3 separate regions of the Hordeum vulgare genome follow, and all the other regions are linked to region 3. Evidence: chromatin contacts called from public Hi-C data. All regions are on one chromosome and are shown on one strand. Each heading gives the region's core, a stretch centred on a gene start, on an enhancer-like site or on the middle of the called end of the contact. The rest is flanking DNA. Distances are from core to core; before and after follow the strand shown. Region 1 overlaps LOC123395545 (sodium/proton antiporter 2). Region 2 has its middle 5.9 kb from the start of TRNAW-CCA. Region 3 holds the start of LOC123399713 (DNA-directed RNA polymerases II, IV and V subunit 3-like).

Region 1 (4,363 bases), core at 1,152-3,651, 570 kb before region 3:
TACTGTCTATTCCATTCCCACTTAGATGGTCGTAATTTTCTGATAGTTGGATTTGTTCTTTCCTTGCACTAGCTTGGAAGCTGCAGGGATTTTGAGGCAGTTGGCGAACTATCTTGATGCCAATATTCCAAACGCTGACCTCATTGCAAGTATCATTGGTGTAGCATCAGCAATTATAGACAATGTTCCACTTGTTGCTGCAACCATGGGGATGTATGACCTGACTTCATTTCCTCAAGATTCAGATTTCTGGCAGCTTGTTGCGTTCTGTGCTGGTACGGGTGGTTCGATGCTTATCATCGGCTCTGCAGCAGGAGTGGCTTTTATGGGAATGGAAAAGGTGGATTTCTTTTGGTACCTTCGCAAGGTGAACTTCTTTCTCATCCAGCTCTTAAAAAGGAGATGTGAAACAGCATAATAAAAATTAACAGCACAATCTGTTACAAAAAAAGAAACCTCATTATATCATGTTAGCAGGTATATTAAGTGCATTTTCTGATATTCGCTGCCAAACTTCTGAATACAGCCCATATTTCTGATATTGTTTCTTTGAGTAGTTTTTGGTAGAGTTGAGATCAGAACTCCAATTTCTGACTGCAGCTTAGCTTAGATGCTTTGCTTTGGTATTGCATTTTAAGAAGAAAAAAAACGTTTCCGGTTCTTGAAATGTATTGTTGTTAGTTAAAGTGAGTAAAACTGTGCTTGTTTTAGTTCCTTAGAGATCTACTCCCTCCGTTTCAAAATAAGTGACTCAAAAATGACTCAACTTTATACTAATTTTAGTACAAAGTTGAGTCACTTTTGAGTCACTTATTTTGGGACGGAGGGAGTATGTTTTAAACCAAAGTTCAGCCTGCCTGTTTACAACATACTTGAGCGAACAATGTGTGCCCTTTTTCATTGTCCTGGATGTGTGTCCACATTGCAATTGTCTATGCATCAGTGAGCTAGAATTGGTTGTTGACACGTACTGTACTTGTGCTTGCAGGTGAGCGGTTTCGCGCTTGCAGGTTATGTAGCCGGTATCATCACCTACCTAGCTGGTCAAAACATCCCTCTATCTCTTCCCACTTCACTGGCGGAGATCCCGTTTATCACGGGTTCATAAATGGTTGGCCACGGTGGTCCTGTACTGTAAGAAGGTGTTACTGAAGGTCGAGAAGAACACGCGAGCACACTGGCAGCAAAGAAACGAGTTTTAGAACCTGGTCACTTGGCTCATGATATATACGGGTTGAAATAAGCGAGTCGTGCCCTGATGGCCCCTTTGACATTTTGTGTAGTGGTACTGAAAGGCTCGGTGTGGTGCCGATGCAGGTCAAATGTGGTAGGCTAGAGCAGAATGGTTATGTAAATTAAGCTGGTAACTGGTCTCCAAAAAAAAAAAAAAAAAAAACTGGCAGTTGTCCCTGTCAAGAGGGAACAAAGACATGTACGTACTCTGAACTCGTATGACCAGTTTTGAGCTGTCTTGCCTGTTGTAACCATCGGCTTTTGTGGTGATGTTTATTGGGAAGAATGAAGCGAAGTGATGTGTACGTATTTGTTTGAAAAGTAAAAGTAAAAATTGTCCGGGGATCCTGAAATCCTAACACTCGATCCTGAAGTCCTACATATGTTGTATGTGTCCGTGGTGTGTTATCCCACTTGAGAAGAGCATTTGTAAATCCCTTTCACAATTGTTGAAGAGGTGGCTTATATGGTTCTGTACTTGTGTTCTGTTTGAGTCAAGTCAAATGTTATGAATCTTGTATGCGTCTGTGTGTGGGGTGTGTAGAGCATAATAGGAGCACATATTACTGCCAGGAGGCAGAACTAGGATCCGCTGTGTCTGATCTGGCTATCAAGTGCCCATATGACCAAAATGCAAGCAGAGATGTACTCTAGTACTTGGGACCGACCATCCTAGTCCTATCCTCTGTGCTGCTATATTATCAGCAACGAGCAACGTACGTACGTACTCCTATGTACTCGTAGTATGTATCCAAGGAAGGAAATCCAAGTGCCTGCAACATAGGCAGGAGTGTCAACTCACATGCGGAACAGGAATGCAGAGGCAGGATGAAGACACCACAAGATACCGCTCAGCTCTCGCATGTGACGCTGGAGGAGAGCATATGCAGCTTTGCACTGTCTAGCCAGGTAGCCGCTCTTGGTTGCATCTTTGCCCTTGAGACACATGATTCTCTCTCTTTTTTTAGCATTTGCGAGATGTGATCTTCTCTATAATGTGAGTAGTATCTTATGGTTTGATGATTAGGAAGGCGTGGAAGTGGAACCACCAAACGGTAACAACAATTTCGTTCTTTTATCAAGGGAGGAAGGAGGACAAAGGTAAGAGCCAGGGCATATATATGGGCACGCATGCATGTGCGCCCGTCCTACGTGCTCCGGGTAGAGCCAAAGAGAGAAAGATTCCTGTGGGCGTGGCCATATGTGGTACTCAGTATGTGCGTTGTACGTGTGCCCCTTTTCTCAGTAAACTCGTGACTCACTTGTCCCTCTCACGGATCCCCTCTCTCTCTATCTGCACACATTTTATGCACCAAGAAAGGTGTTCTACTTCCCAGCTGGAATGCTGCCACACTGTCTCAGCCTCTCAGTCGATTGCAGCCAAAAACCGTCTCGTCTAATACTACTACCAAGCTGCTATTAGGCCAACTCCAACATTAGGGATAAGCGGACGTAAAACCCGGCCTAACTCCCGTGAGCAAACGGACATTTATCCTTTTTTCATTTGTTTTCATCGCATCCTCGGTCCTAATTTGGGTTATATTTGCATCAAAGCGGATACACACGGACGGGTGGCGACGCGTGCCCTTATTCTCCATTGGCCTGCCCGTCGGAGACACAAACCTCTTTTCTCTTCCCCCGCCCCTTCCTCCCTCCGCCTGTCAATGCCGTCGCCGATGGACCTACCCGTTTTCTCCGTACGTCTTCCTCACTAAAACTTACCAGACCGCCCACACCACGACCACCCAATGCCATAGCCCGCCTCCACGCAAGCGGTGTTCGTGGCTCTTCCAATGGGGAGAGAAGCAACGACCGGCGACGATGGGCAGCGACCTCATCACCTTGTGACAGGCGTTGCATAGCTGCAGGGCAACGAATGCCAACGCCATCCTTGTTGTCTGCTTGCGAGGGGCACACCTACTGCAACCGCCCACGAATGCAAGCCGTGCCCACCACCACGACTGCAAGGTGTTTGACACTTTGCTCGCCAGGTATCATGGACAATGGAGATGAGTACTTTTTTCATAATTTTATTTGTTCATCGGATGATTCATCCTCGGATGGCGAAGACATTCTGGTGTCTGCATTGGTCGTCAATGATCACATTGCCAGACATCGGCCTCAGTTTAGGGGTTCAGTCCCGGGTCATGCTCCGGCCTTGAACCGCAATAGGGAGAGCGGCCATGCCATGCTCTACGCCAATTACTTTGAGAATGGCCCACTCTACAAACCACATCAATTCCGTTGTTAAATCAGTATGGCGAGGCATGTGTTCAACCGTATTGGGGGGGGGTCGTAGCATATTACCCATACTTTGAGTGCAAACGGGATGCCGTTGGCAAGCTTGGGTTCTCCTCTTACCATAAATGCACCGCGGCTATCCGCATGCTTGTATGGAATTCCAGGTGATCTTGTGGACGCATACGTGAGTATGAGAAAGTACACACACCTTCTGTCAATGTACAATTTCTGCAAGGCTATGGTGGCAGTATTTGACCCTGAGTACTTGAGACAACCAAATGCCGCTGATACAGAGAGGTTGTTGGCGATCAATGCCGAGAGGGGCCGACCGGGCATGCTTGGTAGTATAGACTGCATGCCTTAGAAGTGGAAGAACTCTCCATTTGCTTGGCAGTGGCAGTACAAGGGCCATGTGAAAGGTGCCACTGTCATACTGGAAGCGGTGGCTTCTCAAGATCTTTGGATCATGCATTCTTTCTTCGGCATGGCTGGTTCTAACAATGATATCATCGTGCTTCAGCATTCACTAGTGTTCGCAAGGCTTGCAGAAGGCCGTTCTCTAGATGTCAACTTTGAGATCAATGGCCATTAGTACAACAAAGGGTACTACCTAGCTAATGGTATCTAACCTCAGTGGTCAACTTTTGTGAAGACAATACCCAAACCACAAGGAGAGAAGAGATAGAGATTTCCCCAAATGCAAGAGAGTGCTAGGAGGGTTGTGGAGCGTGATTTTGGTGTGCTCCAGTCATGACGGGGCATCGTCCAAAACCCTGCACTGACATGGAGCACCGAGAAACTTTGGGAGGTGATGACTGCTTGTGTGATCATGCACAATATGATCGCGAAGGATGAGCATCATGACAAAATCTACGACCAACAACTTGAT
Region 2 (4,324 bases), core at 917-3,416, 850 kb after region 3:
CTCGGCCTTTATCATGCCTTGTTATTATTACACTGCACACCATGGGTTTGATGTGTTTTCTCTGTGGCAATCTCCTCTTGCTTTCGAGCTCCAACGCTCGACTTGCATCTGAGGTGTCTTTTTGCAGTCAAACTCCAACGCCGGATTTTCCCTCTATGGAGCCATCCACTTGCATCCGAGCTTTATGTCAGCTTGCTTTCAAGATGCAACGCCGGACTGCATCCGAGCTCCAATGTCGGACTCCTTGTGAGGTGTTGCACCACCTTGGCTGTGGGCTAATTTTTGTGGATTTTTCCAATTGGTGTATTTTATTCTCTAACGAGCTGTATAACCAGTAGGCCTCAAGGTGCGTGTCGGTCTAGATGCATGTAAAGGAAAAAATAAAACCACTAATCCCAGTAGCTCCTGAGACTCATGTCGATTCGTGAAATCGTCCTGAGGATCAATTCCTTGCTCGACAGCATGCTTTAGGAATTAAAATGCGGTGTGCAGTAGCCCCCGAGACTCAGGTTGGGTGCGGCCGATCAACCTAAGGATCGTAATCTCCTTAGAAATGGTATTGCTCTTTGAAATTTACTGCATTGAATCAATTAATGCACTAGCCCCCGAGACCTGGGTTGGGTAATATGGATGACCCTAGAATCGTATCTCCTCGGGAACTAGTTCATGCATTGAGTGTGTTTTGACAATGCCGAGGTGTAGCTCGATAGAGAACATGCCGAATTGTGTGTCGGAAAAGATTTCCCAAAGGAAACTACCATGCTGAACACCTCGAACAAGAGGATGTCTCGCCCCCTGAAAGGAAAAAACATAAAAGTAGGTTAAAGGTGCCATAAGACCGAAAAACCAAAAAACCTTAACAAAAACTTCACGTCTGAACTAAATCAAGTTTCTTAGTGCCCATCTGAAAATTGGTTTGTGCTACCGTCGTGTTTTGACATGACACATCCGATCTCAAGATTTCAACTGGGTCATCCTTGGGCTTCAACCTTCATATCCCAAAGGCAAAGTGTTTCTCCAAGGTCAGTTTAGCGAACTAAACTCGAGCGACTTTAGAAAGGGCCCAGGCTATCTGGCTATTGACTACATACTCAAGTCGGGAAAGGAGGAGTAGAAAAAGACTTTGCAACGACCAAGAAGAAAACACTTATGATAAAATGGCTCATATAAATTTAAGAGCCTACGGTTAACATGGGTAAAGGAAGTGATTTTAAAAAACAATGCTCTTATTAAGTTCTAACAAACAACTTTTTTCTTTAACGGAAATATAATGCTTGGTTGAACCACACAGAAATTACAAAATTAAAAAAAGGTTGAGCATGAAAGCTACTTAGTTGGTTAATGTGCTCGGTGTGACGTGGACCGAGCTTGTTGCAGGTCAAGGTCCTACTCCCCAAGCCACTCCCGAGGTGCCCGAACGAAGAGCTCGGCTTGCTGAAGCGGCAACGTAGCACGGTCGATGTGGCGAGGCGAAGCCCCCGGTCCAGCTAACATGACGAAGGTGGTCGCCTGGTGACACCGAAGACCTCGAAGCAGGTTCATGAAGAGATGCGGAAGCCCCCGGTCTAGTCGAGGTGGCGGAGTAGATCGGTAAGGTGGCGCTAGAGCCCCCATGCGAGTCGACATGTCGAAGTAGGTCGGCGTGGTGGATGTCAATTTGAATAAGCACGGTGCGGCTTGATGAAGCAACGACACGCCCAACCCGTGAAACCAAAATTAGAACATGTCAAACAAAAAATAAGAAAGGAACAAAATAAACAAAAGTGAAGTAAAAAATGGAAAATGAGACAATAACATTTTTTGGAATGGAAACATTTTTAACGGGAAAAATCTGAAACAGTTTGTTAAAAATTTCGGAACATTTTTCTAAAATTCCGAAATATTTTTCAATTTTATCATATTCCGGGACATTATTTCAAATTCTGAAACATTTTTTAAAAATCCCGAACATTTTTGAAACATAAACACAAAAAAAGAAACAAAAACAAAAAAAGAAAAAACGGTCCAGGGAATCTTCTAGAAAGTTCCCAAAACCGGAAAAACCGACAAAGAAACTCGAGAAGGTTCCCAAAATCGAAATCGCTGCAACATGTCAATGGGCCGGTCCACTATGTCGCGCGATCATTAGGTCTATGCAAAAGGTCGACAATTTGAGATAGTGCGTCCAATAGGATATTCCCAACGTTTAAGCAGCGAAATGCTATTCGTCGCATTCTGTAGCACGTAGTCTAAGGCTAGGCACATCCCCGAGACCATATTTGCGTTGGCCCAGTACACTTAGCCACCAGTTTTGAAAACATTCTACGAGGTTCCCTGAACGTTTCTTTTTTGCAAACTTATTTTATCCTTTTCAAAATAGGTTCATGTTTGAAAATTGTTTTTTTATTTGAAAAATGATTTTTCTTTTGAAAATAATGTTCTAAATTTCAAATAGTTGCTTCTTTTAAAACACATTCATAACTTCAGAAAATGTTCGGAATTTTTCAAAAATGTTTCGGCTGACCCGTTAACACTTTTACCGATCCCGGATTTGGGAACCTTCTAGAGGTTTTCAGCCGTTTTTTTCGGTTTTGGTAACTTTTTAGAAGATTTCCTGAACCAGTTTTTCTTTTTTTGTTTGTTTTCTTTTTTGTTTCTTTGTTTTGTTTCTATTTTGAAAATATTCTAGATTTTAAAAAATGTTCCAGAATTTGAAAAAATGTTTCGGAATTTGAAAAATAGTTTGGAATATGAAAAAATGTTTCTGAATTTAAAAAAATGTTCTGGAATTTGAAAAAATGTTCCGGAATTTGAAAAAATGTTACGTAGTTTGAAAAAAATTTCCGGAATTTGAAAAAATGCTCTTGTTTTATAATTTTATTTAAAACTACAAAAATGTTCTGGAATTGCCATTTTTTCCATTTTAGTAAATTTGCTCATGTATCTAAAAAATATTTCGAATTTATAAATTTGTTCACATATCTAAAAAATGTTAATATTTCCAACTTTGTTCACAAATTCAGAAAAAGTTCACGTGTTTTTTTTCGTAAATTTTAAAATATTTTGTTATTTCCATATATGACCCTATTTCCCAAATTTGTTCACATATTCTGAAAATGCTATAGTTTTTATATTTTTCTCACAAATTTATAAAATGTTCCATATTTGCAAAATTAGTTTGTAAATTTTAAAAAAATAGAGTTTTGTAAAAATAATTGCAAAATTTGGGCATGACATTTACTAAAAAGTGAACATATGGAGCGCTTGAAATTTGCTAGAACGGAAATGAATCAACATTCCGGCAAAACATGGTCCACTTGAATATAGCAACAATGAACAAGTACAAAAGATGGGGTAAAACACATAATATTATGAACAACCTCTCATGCCTAACCATATTGCAAAATTCCCCCCAAACATTCTTACATGCCCTAGGTCAGCAACCACCCCATCTTCACTAAGTCTCTTAACCCCTAGATGAATTGGTAGATCCTCATACCAAAATTACTGATAAACACTACTACTATCTCCTATCCACATATATTACTTTAGATGGATTGAATAACCTTTGAACAAACTTTATGTGAAAATGTTGCGTCCACGGTAAACAGGGGCGTCCATGACAGGGGGAGGCGTGCGGTGTGGTGCTAGGGTGGGTGAGCGAGGCGATAGGGAGGAGGGGGCGGGGGGCTTACCGGAGAGGGAGGGGAGGTGGTCGAACAACATCGCGTGGAGGTGGCCCGACGACGCTTGGAGGGGGCGGCGACGTGTGGAGGTGGCACGACAGCGCTTGAAGGGGGTCAGCAGCGGAGAGGGAAGAAGTAGTGTGCTGGATCACGGGCGAGAGGGACGAAGGGCCGATCGAACGGAGAGGGAAGGAGTGGGGGAGAGGGGATCGAGTTAGCAGGTTAACTAAATCTAGCAGTAGCGCTGGATCCGCACCGGAGCTACTGCTAACTTGTCAGTAGCGCTGGATCTGACCAAGCGCTACTGCAATTCCACTTAGCAGTAGCGCTTTGTACAAGCGTCCGGTGCTGCTACTACTACTGTCGGTGGCCTCGTTGGGCCTCCTTTAGCAGCAGCGCTTGAAATACATAAAGCGCTATTGATATGGACCCTAGTAGTAGCGCTTTAGATATCCAACGCTACTGCTAAGTAGCAGTAGCGCTTGCTTTTTTCCACCGCTACTACTAGGCTCGTCCCTATAAGGTTTTCCCTAGTAGTGTTGCTTTTAGAGAAGTTAATTACGAGCCCTGTCGCCACGACAAAGAGGTCGAGGATGACACGAAGTCGAGCCGCCGCCTCAGGATCGGCATGCAAGATGATCACGGTGTCATCCACATAC
Region 3 (4,292 bases), core at 108-2,607:
ATTGTTTTGCCATAAACACCTGTGTATAAAAAATACAGATCTCTTTCCATTATTTCGTGTTTGACTGGTAGTCTTATAGCCGCCGGTAAAATACACCCATAAAAGTAATATGTCTGTATCTAATTACACCGCATCCAAGCGCAGCCTAAGATGGTAGTCATCGACGCACACAACATTATCTCCGCAATATGCCAATGAAACTAGTTTTATACTTCCTCTGTCCCAAAATAAGTGTTTCAATCTTATTATAATTTTGTACTAGAGTTAGTATAAAGTTAAGACACTTAGTTTCTCTTCGTGCGATAGTTGCAAACATTTGTGCTAGTTGTTCGTTCTGAAAAAAAGCGATTGACTAGGCTGCTTAAACTCCCGTCTGGGCCGACTGCCTTTGATGTTTGAAATTCAAAAAGTTTTATCTACAAAACCGTTAATTCAATCGATGATCCGTTTTCACCATTGACTTTTTCAAAACTAGATCCCACGTCGACATGTTCTCTTAACTATTTTTTCCGGTTCAGACTTGCCATATTTTTTGACCCACTTGTCATATTATTAACCACTTACTTGTCTCAGAAAAATAACTTGATTGACACTTTTTAATGTTGTTTCGTACAAAGCCCTGTAGCAGGTTTTTTATTATGCATGATATAAAAAAGCATGTAATAGGTTGTGTTTGCCAATTTAAATATGCCAACTTGTCGTATTTACATACATCTTTGTCAGAAAACTATTTTGTGTGCTTGTTAGTTTAACTATGTCGAGTTGTCATATTTACAAACGACGATAAAAAAGATTTATTGTGATCATCGGTTTTAAATATGTTGAGTTGTCATATTTTCACACGTAATCGCCTATAAAAAGTTGTTTGTGTTTGCTAGTTTGATTATGTCGAAATGTCATATTTATATGTAATTTCTAAAAAATATGACGATTAAGTTATTTTTTATCAGACAAATAAGTACTTATTAATATGACAAGTAACTGCAACAAATGTGGTAAGTACGAGTAAAAAAAAGTTATCGATTAAGTTGTTTTAAAGATTTCGTCGAAACAAAGTCAACACGAAAACGGATCATCGATCGAATTAATGATTTAAGAGATAATTTTTTTGAATTCCAATCATTTAGAGATGAATCATTGCATGCTGCATGACCAAGAGAACACAACCGATCGTTTCCGCGGCCGGCGCACGGTAATAACGAGACGCGGCACTGTTAGTTAGTTTTTTTTTTAAGAAAAACCAACAACTGTGTTCTACATCCGCTTTCCTCGAGAGTGATCCAGCCGTCCAGTCTCATGGGGAATAAATGGACGGCACGAATCTTAACTTGACCACCGAACGGGGTGGAAGCGAAATCAAGGCAAAGGCGGACAAAAGCCCCGTCCTCCACTCTCCTCCTCAGTTTGCTCCGTTTCCCCCAAATCCGCCGCCCGACCCAACAAAACCCTTGCGGCGGCGACCCACCCCATCTCCGGCGGCCAGGCGGAATGGAGCGCTCTGCGGCGGGCGCCTCGTACCAGCGCTTCCCGCGCGTGCGGATCCGCGAGCTCAAGGACGAGTACGCCAAGTTCGAGCTCAAGGACACCGACGCGAGCATGGCCAACGCCCTCCGTCGCGTCATGATCGCCGAGGTCCCCACCGTCGCCATCGACCTCGTCGAGATCGAGAGCAACTCCTCCGTCCTCAACGACGAGTTCCTCGCGCACCGCCTCGGCCTCATCCCGCTCACCTCCTCCGGCGCCATGTCCATGCGCTTCTCCCGCGACTGCGACGCCTGTGACGGGGACGGCTCCTGCGAGCACTGCTCCGTCGAGTTCCACCTCGCTGCCCGCGCCACCGACTCCGGCCAGACGCTCGAGGTCACCTCCACCAAGGACCTCCGCTCCACCGACCCCAAGGTCTGCCCTGTCGACCAGCAAAGGGAATACCAGCAGGCCCTCGGCAATGTCGACGCCTACGAGCCCGATGCTGCCGGTGACCACAGGCAAGTCAGCGCTCTCCATTTCGCCACCATTGTGTTAATATTTATTCTTTATCTCTTAAATCCCCAAGTATTGATGAAATGATGACCTCTGCCTCATCTACAGAACCCAACTAACCCTAGTTAGTCATTCTACTAGTAGCTTATCTGTTTGATGAATTCCTAATTTACCTATCTGGCTCTATTTCTATCTAGTTTGTTGTGTTTTTGTTTTGTTTGTCATACTATTTATTCTGCTTTGTACCAAATGGTTTATGTGTCCCTAACTATTTGTCTTGCCTCTAAATGCGTTTTTCCTTTCTTTGGAAGGTACTGTAGATGTGTAAAAATGTAATCCTGTGACTGCACTACTTGAACTACCTCATGCTCGTCACCGTATCTGTAGATGCTTTAATTCGATGGTTAATTTGTATCAAAAGGTCACAATTACATTTTCATGGCCTTGTCCCTGCGCTCATTCTTGTATTTTAAATCAGCATTCTGTTACTAGGAGTCTAGCAGTGCATGTAATTCAATCATGCTCAACCAGGTCTCAATTTCAGATTAAAGCTCTATGTGTGCTACAATTGCTTATAGGTTAATTTAGTCGGAGGCCAAGGCACCAGCATTTTACTCTATCTATGCCAAAATGCTAGTTGTCCTCACTCACACCACCTTATGCTTTCACTACCTTAACATTGCAATGACTCAAGTGAAACTATATTAGCATCGTTGTACAGCATCTTCAAGTGAGATCAGCATTAATACGAAGGCATGGATTTCTTTAGCCAAAGCAATCTTGTATTGTTGATTCCAATGAACAACTCATTTTGTATCCTTCTACTATATCTGAACTAAACCAGCATTTCCTAGTAATAAATAATAACGTTGCAATCTCTGAATTCTGAAGATGGTATATTCTTGCTAACATTGAAATTTGGAAATTTGTCATACTAATCCAGTAGTGTGGAAGTATTGATAATGTCATGTAGTCTAACATTTGAATAGATCATTTATGTAGAGAGTTCAATAACTTTATTGGTTGTGTAAGCCTCTTCGATCACTTTGTTAGTTAGACATTTAGTACACATGGTTGTTCTGTTAAATCACATTCTGTATTTTTGTCGAAATCACTGAGAAGATATAAATATACTGCAACATCAGGTTCTCTATCTTTCATGGTATGTAGTTCAGGAAGCATAAAATACGTTGACCTCTTGTTTCGATTGTAATGTTCAGTGCTTTTGTTAAAACCTCCAAAAATTCGTGTCCAGTGAAACTTATAAATTATTTATCCTTGTTGGATTTGCACATTCGATGCTTGTCTAGACACCTTTCTGGGTTATGTACATACGACATGGTCGTTATTGTGCATCCTTTGCCCAGAGAAATTATTTACTTTAGACCTTGATACCACTTTTAGAAAAAGAAGGGAGCAACATGAGGTTGTAAAAGAGAGATAGAAAAGAAGCTACCATGCAATTTCCTTTTACTTCTTAATAACGTAAACAAACGAGCTTGATGGCTACACAGTAAAGCCTAAGTTGTACGCACCTTTTGCCATGCTGTTATATTATAACTCGTACCCTAGTGTTCATCACCTCATTGTTCTACGGTGTTCATCCATATACCGTAAGTTTATCTGCCTGTAATCTGCTCAATTTTCCATTTTCCATCGTACAGATTGTAATGCTTATGTTGGGAGTACCACTCTATATGTCACATGTATCTTTCCTTCTCTTCTACAATAAGTTAACCAATTCATTTTCCTTTGTAAGCAGTTAGTTAAAGAAAAGAAAGATGCCTCTTTTGTACATTCTTCTTTTCCCTCTTCTTTCATTCCATCATAATGGGGCGTTATGAAGGCAAGTACTGACCATTTGGTTATTAGTTGATCTTGCATGTCACTAATCTTATGTGGGACAACACTACAAATGACTCAATTTTCCATATCCCATGCAGCTTGTAATAATACTTTATGTTGGGAAACACTACTGTGTATGTCACATGTATCGCTCCTTAATAAGTTGACCAAATCATTTTCCTTTGTAAGCAGTTTTAAAGAAAATAAAGAGGCTTTTTTTGGGTACAAACTTCTTTGCCCTTTTCTGTCATTCCATCATAATGGAGCGTTATGAATGGAAGTAAAACTGAGCATTTGGTTATTAGTTGATCTTCATGCTAATTATACACACTAATGTTATGTGGAGACAGCACCACATATGTGTATACCAGGCTTACCGTCAGTGGCATCTTTAGGAGGCAGATAAGACTTTGTACCCCTTAATGGTTTGATTGAATAACCTCTAGGTCGGATGCACATTTAACTCT

Evidence for each region. Hi-C and Micro-C count contacts between places; a contact is called where the count stands out from the background.
Region 1: a Hi-C map of seedling shows a contact between it and region 3, with 3 times the contacts expected there. The contact joins the enhancer-like site here to the promoter of LOC123399713 in region 3. A contact is called at or near these places in 2 of 6 Hi-C or Micro-C datasets (leaf and seedling).
Region 2: a Hi-C map of leaf shows a contact between it and region 3, with 4 times the contacts expected there. The contact joins the enhancer-like site here to the promoter of LOC123399713 in region 3. A contact is called at or near these places in 3 of 6 Hi-C or Micro-C datasets (leaf and seedling) and 1 of 1 datasets of contacts at active chromatin or transcription factors (embryo).

Annotation. Positions count from the first base shown.
Region 1 is chr5H:347,083,115-347,087,477 of MorexV3_pseudomolecules_assembly, forward strand. It overlaps LOC123395545 (sodium/proton antiporter 2), which reads left to right. Exons shown (of 10, transcript XM_045090557.1): 9 at 73-367; 10 at 989-1,538. The coding sequence ends at 1,108. Among protein-coding and RNA genes, the nearest start is that of LOC123395545, 11 kb to the left of the region's middle. Within about 2 kb of position 2,402, at least 3 of the 3 cell types and tissues checked have open chromatin away from gene starts, as enhancers often do. A contact at or near this core is called in leaf and seedling, where this site is marked.
Region 2 is chr5H:348,506,320-348,510,643 of MorexV3_pseudomolecules_assembly, forward strand. No RefSeq gene overlaps it. Among protein-coding and RNA genes, the nearest start is that of TRNAW-CCA, 5.9 kb to the right of the region's middle. Within about 2 kb of position 2,167, at least 2 of the 3 cell types and tissues checked have open chromatin away from gene starts, as enhancers often do. A contact at or near this core is called in leaf, where this site is marked.
Region 3 is chr5H:347,655,290-347,659,581 of MorexV3_pseudomolecules_assembly, forward strand. It overlaps LOC123399713 (DNA-directed RNA polymerases II, IV and V subunit 3-like), which reads left to right and starts at 1,358. Exons shown (of 3, transcript XM_045094105.1): 1 at 1,358-1,985. The coding sequence starts at 1,489.